2 separate regions of the Mus musculus genome follow, and region 1 is linked to region 2. The links are chromatin contacts, called in public HiChIP or PLAC-seq maps. All regions are on one chromosome and are shown on one strand. Each heading gives the region's core, a stretch centred on a gene start, on an enhancer-like site or on the middle of the called end of the contact. The rest is flanking DNA. Distances are from core to core; before and after follow the strand shown.

Region 1 (3,770 bases), core at 793-3,292, 57 kb after region 2:
AGAGTGCTTCCTGAGTATGTATAAGGCCCTGGGTTCATTCACCAGTATTGAAAAAAAAAAGAAAGAAAGAAAAGAAAAAGAAATACCATTCTTAAAATCCTCGCCAATGTGGAGAAAGGCCACCATTACTGTCACAGTGAAGGCAAAGGGGTCATGCTCAGCCAAGAGGAAGATCAAGCCTAGAGCATGCACTCAGGTTCCTCAGTTGTAAGACAGGAAGCAAGGAATAGTGGCTACCCTACAGGGTGGCAGCAAGTTCCTATACAGAGTAAGTACCTCTCACTTAGCCAGGATGGTGTGTGGGTCCTGGTATCACGAAGAGGCGCGGCCATGGAGATGATAGAAGGGCTGGATTGCAAGCCAAGGCTGTCCCACTCACAGCAGAGCTAGCCCACCCTCACCATTTTACAAAGGAGGAAACACTGAGGTAACGGGGAGGTGGAGCCAAGGAAGATGGGCGTTTTGATGAGTCCCACTCTAGAGTCCACATCAAAAAAAAAAAAAAAAAAACGTGCATTCAAAACAAACAAACAAACAAAACGGAGGTTGCTGACTGGTTAATCTTCTAGACTTAAGAAATAGTGTTTAATTAGAAGCAGAAAAGAAATAGGAACGTCGTGTCTTATTAACTTATTTATTTCCCTGCAGCTTCCCCCTCTCTTGCATATAAATTTCTTTCCTTTGAGATGAATACAAACATGTTACAATGACCCCCAGCTCTACTCTAAGCTCAGAAAACAAACAAACAAACAAACAAACAAGCATAAAACCAGGATCACAGAGGTTTCTTTGATGGAGACAGACAGGAATAGACAAAGTCCCGTGGAGGGGAAGCGCTGTTGTCCAGAGAGCCTGACCTCAATCATCCAAATCTTCACCATCGCCATCATCCCCACGCCCTGATGCTTTCCAAATCCAACAGACGCAGTCTTCAGCCAAAGATGCCTAAGTACTATGATGTACAAACTGATGGCCACAGGCCACCGTGATGCAAAGCGTTGCGTGCAGGTGACGCCCCCACCCCACCCTCCCCACACACACCGCACACACCAATACAAATGGAGATTCCTGCTGGAAGTAGGCCCTGGAGTTGATCATTTCTGTTGGAAACAGGGCGATGGGGGTGGGGAGAAGAAAAGGAAAGAAAGGAAACAAATAGGAGCCTGGGTCCTTTGGCTTATTATCCATGCAGAGATGGGACATTCTGCTTCAGCTCTTGAGGGCTAGGAGGAGTTGATGCCTGTCTCAGCTGGAGGCATTCTCAGTCAAGGGGAAAGAACTGGTGTGAAGCTGCCAGAATAAGATGCAGAAAGTGAAAGGCAGACTTATGAATGCAGTCCATAGAGCCCCACGGAAACAGGGAAAGACATCTAAGACCTGGGTAAGATTCTCACCAACCGGAGGACAGCTATTATCCAGCCTAGCTTGTAGCCCAGAAGCCTCATGGGCACCTGGCTGTGCCAGTCTGTGGCACAGCCTCATTTGGACACCAGCATGTGGACAAACTCCTCATAGTTCACTTGCCCATCACCATCTGTATCTGCCGCCTGTATCATTTCGTCCACTTCCTCATCGCTCAGCTTCTCCCCCAGCTTGGTCATCACGTGCCTCAGCTCGGCTGCACTGACGAAGCCATTGCCATCCTTGTCGAACACTCGGAAGGCCTCTCGGATCTCCTCCTCGCTGTCAGTGTCTTTCATCTTCCTGGACATCATTGTCAGGAACTCGGGGAAGTCCACGGTGCCGTTTCCATCTTTGTCAATTTCATTCACCATGCCTTGAAGCTCAGCCTCTGTGGGGTTCTGACCCAGGGACCGCATGACAGTGCCCAATTCTTGGGTGGTGATACTGCCATCCCCATCCTTGTCAAACAGAGAGAAAGCCTCTTTGAACTCGGCGATTTGCTCCTCAGTCAGCTGGTCGGCCATGCTAGCAGATCGTGGGTGATGTGGCAGATGTGGCCAGTCTGGTCTAGGCTTCCAAGCGCTAGCTGTGGGCTGGGCTCTTCTCCTCTGCTCTCTGAAGACAGGTGGAGACTGCAAGGGGCGGCTGTCTGGCTGGCTTGACTGGCTGGAGCTTAAGAAGGAGCAGGGTCCTCCCCCATCGTTGGTCTGGTAGGATTGGGCTGCCATGCGTAGACGCCCCCGCCCCTGTGGTTGCCTGAAGGCCAGATCCTGTTTAGACAAGAGTCCAAGAGCAGCAACCAGGCTGGCCTGCTAATTGAGTTGACGCCAGCACTTGTGTGTGAAAGGCAACTTTTCTCGCCAAACACCAGCAGGGCCGGCAGCGGTCACCGCAACACCTTTCATCCAGGTATAGGGAAAACCTTTTAATAAAAACCAAATCCAAAACAAACAAACAACAACAACAAAAACCCTGACCTGGTCTTCTGGCTCTGAGTTTTCCATTTTCCTTTTTGCTTTCTTCATTTTGCACCTAATGCTAAACCAGCCTTCTATTCTGTTCTCAATATAATAACCATACCCCTTTCTTCCACGGGGCTAAAGTTTTCTGCAGGTGAAAAGTAGAAATTGCCTGTGTACTCCTTGTCTTTGATTTCTAAACTTTGTCATTTCCCTGAGTTTTTAGATAGGAATGAGGGTTTTTCTTCAGGTAAAAATAGGGTCATCTTGTCCTTGGAAATGAATGCCTGAGTGGAGAGGAAGTTCTGCCAAAGTGTTTGCATATTATTTACTCACTCACAGTGATGTACTGAGCACCCCATATATGCAAATATTGTTGGAGGCTGAGAAGAATACAGAATGGACACAAGTTCCATGTTCAAAACTTAACGGAGAAGCTGGAATGAGGTCACTGGATAGTTTTGATGTGTGCTACAAAGGAAATGAAAGTCAGTGGGCCATAGTGGTAGTTTATGGCCAAGGACAACCCTTCTGCAGAAAGACCCTTTGGAGTGACCTAGAGAAGGGGAGGACATGGTGGAGCTAAGAGGAAGAAAGGCAGTCAATATGACTGCTGTCTAGTGAATGGAGGGAAGCCAGGAGGGAAAAACAGACAGGAAAGACCTTGCTGGACTCCACTCTCTGATCACAGTACTGTTGGAAGTGTTCCACAAGCCTTTGTTTGATCCCTGCGTGGCATGGAGCCAGAGCAGAAAGTCTCCAGGAGGCATCATAGTCAAGAAGGACCCCAGCTCCTTCGTTTTGGGGGTGGGAGTGGAGGCTAGGGAAATGACCTAAGGAAGAGAGCTTCAATTGATTCCCATTTGGGATTCCTGGATAGGCAAGGATTGGGGCAGGACCATGCTTAGAAAACATATTATACTTATAAGGACTTACAGCTATAAAGAGAGAATATGCCAGACTATCATGTGGATTGCAATTGTTCCCCCTCCGACTCTCCTTCCTTCATGTTAGCGTTTACAATACTAGTACAAACGCTTTCTTCATTCAAGTAGATGGCAGTCTGCTTTTGTTGTTTAGAGGGAGTTCCTGTTCAGGAGAGAAGAGGAGCTGCTTATCTGCCAGCTGATTTACTTCCTGCTCAAAGGGTCCCACAAAGCTGAGGCCTTCAGTGTGTGGGAAAAAGAAAGAAGGAAGGCGTTCACTGTGGGAGAGGCAAGGAAGCAACATACTTCTTCCACTCACCGTAAAATGAACTCCAGGGGAGCAGGGTGTGGACATGGGTGGCTATGGGGACCCAGGGGTGGGGTAGAGGAAGTAAGGCTATGGGTGTCTTAGAAGGCACACAGTGGACAAACACTCCATTTTAGTGGCTAGAAGCGACTTTCCTCTTCTCCACGTTCCTAA
Region 2 (4,007 bases), core at 951-3,450:
TTTATGCTGAGACTGATCAGTATAGAGATATCATACTATCTGGCCCTGGAGTGAGGTTAAGTTATGGGAAGGACACCCAGTTTCCCGACCCACACAGTCATTCTTTCTCATTGTCTGGTTGTGCAGCAGGTGTGGACAGCCTGGGGATGTCTTCTCATCACATTACTAAATGCCTTGGGGAGCAACTGTGTTTTATCCCCAGCCTCTGTAGATTGACAGTGACCAATCATCAAGTGTGTGCCTGTGGGAAGTACCAAGGAGCATGGAGTCAGGATGCTGTTCCTGAATGTGGTGGGTGACAGCCCCAGACTGAGTATCTGGGCTAGTGATGGGAGTCTGAGGTATGACAGAAGTCAGGTTTGCTGTGATGAGCAATGTCATCGGCACTGATGGATGAGTCACCAGAGGTACCAAAGCCCTTCAGCAGCCAGTCCATACATTAGAGCTCTTGTAAAGACTTTATGAGATTCTGAATGCAGTGCTCTGAACTCAGATCTCAACACATGGCAAGTTCTCAATATTTGTGCGTATGTCTATGTGCCTGAGTGTTCCACTTGTGTGTATGTGTAGAAGGGCATATGGAGATCAGAGAGTATTTTGGTTGTCATTCCCTAGGTACTGCCTCTCTTTTCCTCCTCTTCCTCCTCTTCCTTCTCCTCCTCTCTCACTCTGTCGTTGTCTCTCTCTCTTTCCAATATAGGCTTTCTCACTGGCTTGAACTCACCAAGTAGGCTAGGCTGACTGGCCTTTGAGTCCTAGAGATCTGCCTATCCCTGCTTCCGAAGCACTGGAATTAAGTGTGTGCCACTATGCCCAGCTTTTCAAAAATATGGCTTCTGGGGATCTAACTAAGGTCCTTATGCTTACAAAGCAAGTATTTTACAGATTGAGCTGTTCATTGTCATGTGTCAGATTCTCTATGGATGAGCTATCAAACACCTAATTTCTCTAGCCAGGCAGAGTTGACCTCACCGATATATATATATATATCGTCAGTGAGGTATATATATCCATCAGTGGTGTGTGTGTATATATATATATGTATATGTGTGTATATATATATATAAAATCAGTGAGGTATATATATATTCACCTGTCTAATGGCCTATAAGTCCTTCTTTCCCTGATTGTTCAGTTGTTACACTCATTCTAGAAAATCCTAGCCAACCAGCATAAACTTCTTGAATGGAGAGACTACTCCTACTTATATAGAAGACTTGGTCGAGTCTCTGTATTTCTTAGCTACACTTTCCTGGCATGTTGCACGGTTTCTCTTGTGTTTAATTTCTACCAGGATCTTGGTTCTATGTGGCTTAAATAACTTTTATGAGGCAGACTGAATGACTCAGTGGCCTGTCATTGTGTTTGTCCTCAGCAATGCATTTAATCTCTCTGAACTTTAGATTCCTCACGCTATAATGCAGGCAACGCACAACAGTAATCGGCTCCAGACGCTGCGGGCATCCAAAGCCACTTGTGTAAACGCTCCCTGAGCTCCCAAGCAAAGACATAAGGAAGCATTTTGGGACTTGTCCTTAGAGGGGATGAATGGAATTAGAAAAAATGTGTCCTAGCCCAGGGGCACCAATCAACAAAGCAAAGAGGAACTCTTTCTAACATCAGCGCTGTGAGGAGCTGCGGCTTTGCGTCTGGGGATATCCTAGTCTAGGAAGCTGTTTGTGTGTGCGCCATGACAGACAATGACACAAGCAGAGATGAGTCTGGTGACAGAGCTCCGAGGAGAACAGACATCCCCTCAGATCTGTTCTGTGGAGGGCTGGGGTGTCCCGGAATGCCTGACGAGATCTTTGTCACTTTGCCTGGATTTCCATTAAGCACCCTCCAGTAAGAAAATCCTTGCTGTCAGGTTTTTCTCCCTGATTTTGGCTCATGCAGCCTGCTGGGGCTGGCTGTGTGTGGAGAACCCCTCCCTCCATTGTTAAAGTCACATTTCAGGAAGTATAGGATCAACTCGGGAGATGGAGTTTGGATTCTCTGATCCCAATCCGGAGGAATGCCACCCAAACCTTAACTGTATAAAAGGACAGTATTTATCATATGGCTTCCTCTCTCCCTGCCCCCTGGCTGGCCTTTACCAAGTTTGCAACCTAAAGCAAGAAGAAAGGCCTACCAATAGAACCCCTCTCAAGACTCACATTCATCCCCTCCCCGCCGCTGCCTGCGCTGCCTGTTCAGGCCTCAGTGTTCCATCTGTTAAGACTCTGTTGTTAAGTTTTGAGACGGGATCTTACTATGTAGCTCAGGCAGGCCTGGAGCTTGCTATGTAGCCCAAGCTGGCCGTAACTTCACCAGTCACAGGTCTCAAACTCTCAAATGCTGACATTTCAGGCCTGTACTGCTATGCCTGGTATATCTGCAAGACACCCCCCCCCCCCCCCCCCGCACCTCTCTCAAGCATCTCCCACAGAGGTCTTAAAGTATGGAATCAAGTGTGCCTGGCATGTGGTAAATGTCTGGGAAGACTACTCTAGTTCGTATCTAGGCCCTACCGGGCCTTCAGAACTGGCATCCCAGCCATGGCCAGTAGAAGGCTCACTTTTCTGTTTTTGCAAAACTCAAACCGAGTTGGTATTAAATCTTAATTTACTCAAATAATTAAACACTACAAAAATTTTGATTTATTTGTATTTATGATGTCTATGGGCTGCAGCTGTCTCCCAGAATCCTCTGTCCAACTCTAACACCTAGGAGTGTCAATAATCTGTCTCCTCCTATGAGAACAAAGGTTGTACCTTAGAAGCACAGGATTCATGTTTTTATACTGGGGGCCTGGCAGTGGGCCTGGTCAGACCTTTGTTCAAGTTTGGAATGCTTCCACCCACACCCAAAAGACATGCTATTTATGACCATGAACAAAGTATGTTACACATGTGTGCCAATTCATGAACAAAAATGAAACAATGTCATTATTACTAAATGGAGCTTTCTTAACAATGTATTGAGTTCTACAAACAGCCCTCTGACCTGTTTCATCTCTGAGCTCTGTTTCTGTCCTTCAGCCCTTCTCTATGCCTATAGAAATCAGTGGCTCTGCAATAATGAGAAACCATAAACTTGACACCCATGTCCCAACACTAAGCTGCCCTTAAATTGAGACTATAATCATAATTGGTACATAATAATAATAATAATAATGTGTACCAACAACTGTATACTACATGATTTATTTTGGAACCTTAGTCTTTCTAATTGTTCTGCAAGGTGGTTTTTGTTTCCTGTTTAACAGTTAATTTGAACTCAAGTTGAGTACTTTGTCAAAGTTTGCCTGGCGGATGCCTCATTAGCTCTTTTAGCCTTGGACACATGCACAACTGCAAATCTTCGAACATAGAAGCTATGGGTATCACGGCAGAGCATTAAAACTGACAACTAAGTCAACCTGGATATACAAACCAAACCAATACCCACATAAATGAAAATAGTTAGGTGTCCAGTTCCAGGGAATTGATGTCCTCTTTTGGACTCCACATGTTGTCATAGTCACACAAGCAAACAAAACATCTATATACATACATAAACAAGTATTTAAAAAATGTTTATCTATGCATATGTGTGTTGTTAAGTGAATGTATTTGTAGCACATGTGTGCACGTGCGTGTTGAAGCCAGAAGAGTGTCAGATCCCTAGAGTTGGAGTTACGGTGGTGAGGGAAGCCGTGCACTCTCTCTGCAGGTGCTTTTAATTCTTGAACCATCTTTCCACTCCCCCTCCCAAGCTCTCCATATGGACCCCGAGGCAGGCATTTCACCAGCTGGGCCATTTCCCAGCATCTGTGTGCAGTTATTGAAGGGACTGGTATCTCTTTGAGCCAAATCCTCAATTGGTTCAAATGGGCAATGGTAGAGATGGAAGAACCTGGAGGTCACTTGAAAGGGAGAATTCAGCTCAGATGAATACTTACCACACACTTGCTGTGATCCAGGCCTGATGCTAGGCATGGGCCCTCTAAAAGGTAAAGGCAGTTGCTGGGCCTAGTGCTGTTACAG

Evidence for each region. HiChIP or PLAC-seq counts read pairs in DNA pulled down with a chosen protein or histone mark.
Region 1: an H3K4me3 HiChIP or PLAC-seq map of intestinal villus epithelium shows a contact between it and region 2, with 8 read pairs. The contact joins the promoter of Calml3 here to the enhancer-like site in region 2. A contact is called at or near these places in 1 of 39 promoter capture datasets (neural stem cells), 2 of 484 Hi-C or Micro-C datasets (liver and macrophages), 5 of 115 datasets of contacts at active chromatin or transcription factors (embryonic stem cells, fibro-adipogenic progenitors, intestinal crypt epithelium and 1 more) and 3 of 9 other capture datasets (adipose tissue, embryonic stem cells and liver).

Annotation. Positions count from the first base shown.
Region 1 is chr13:3,802,276-3,806,045 of GRCm38.p6, forward strand. Calml3 (calmodulin-like 3) reads right to left here and starts at 2,043. Exons shown (of 1, transcript NM_027416.3): 1 at 618-2,043. The coding sequence starts at 1,928. The coding sequence ends at 1,479.
Region 2 is chr13:3,745,276-3,749,282 of GRCm38.p6, forward strand. All of the region lies in intron 3 of Gm35190 (a long non-coding RNA gene), which reads right to left. Among named protein-coding and RNA genes, the nearest start is that of Gm35190, 20 kb to the right of the region's middle. Within about 2 kb of position 2,201, at least 58 of the 459 cell types and tissues checked have an H3K27ac peak or open chromatin away from gene starts, as enhancers often do. A contact at or near this core is called in embryonic stem cells, intestinal crypt epithelium and intestinal villus epithelium, where this site is marked.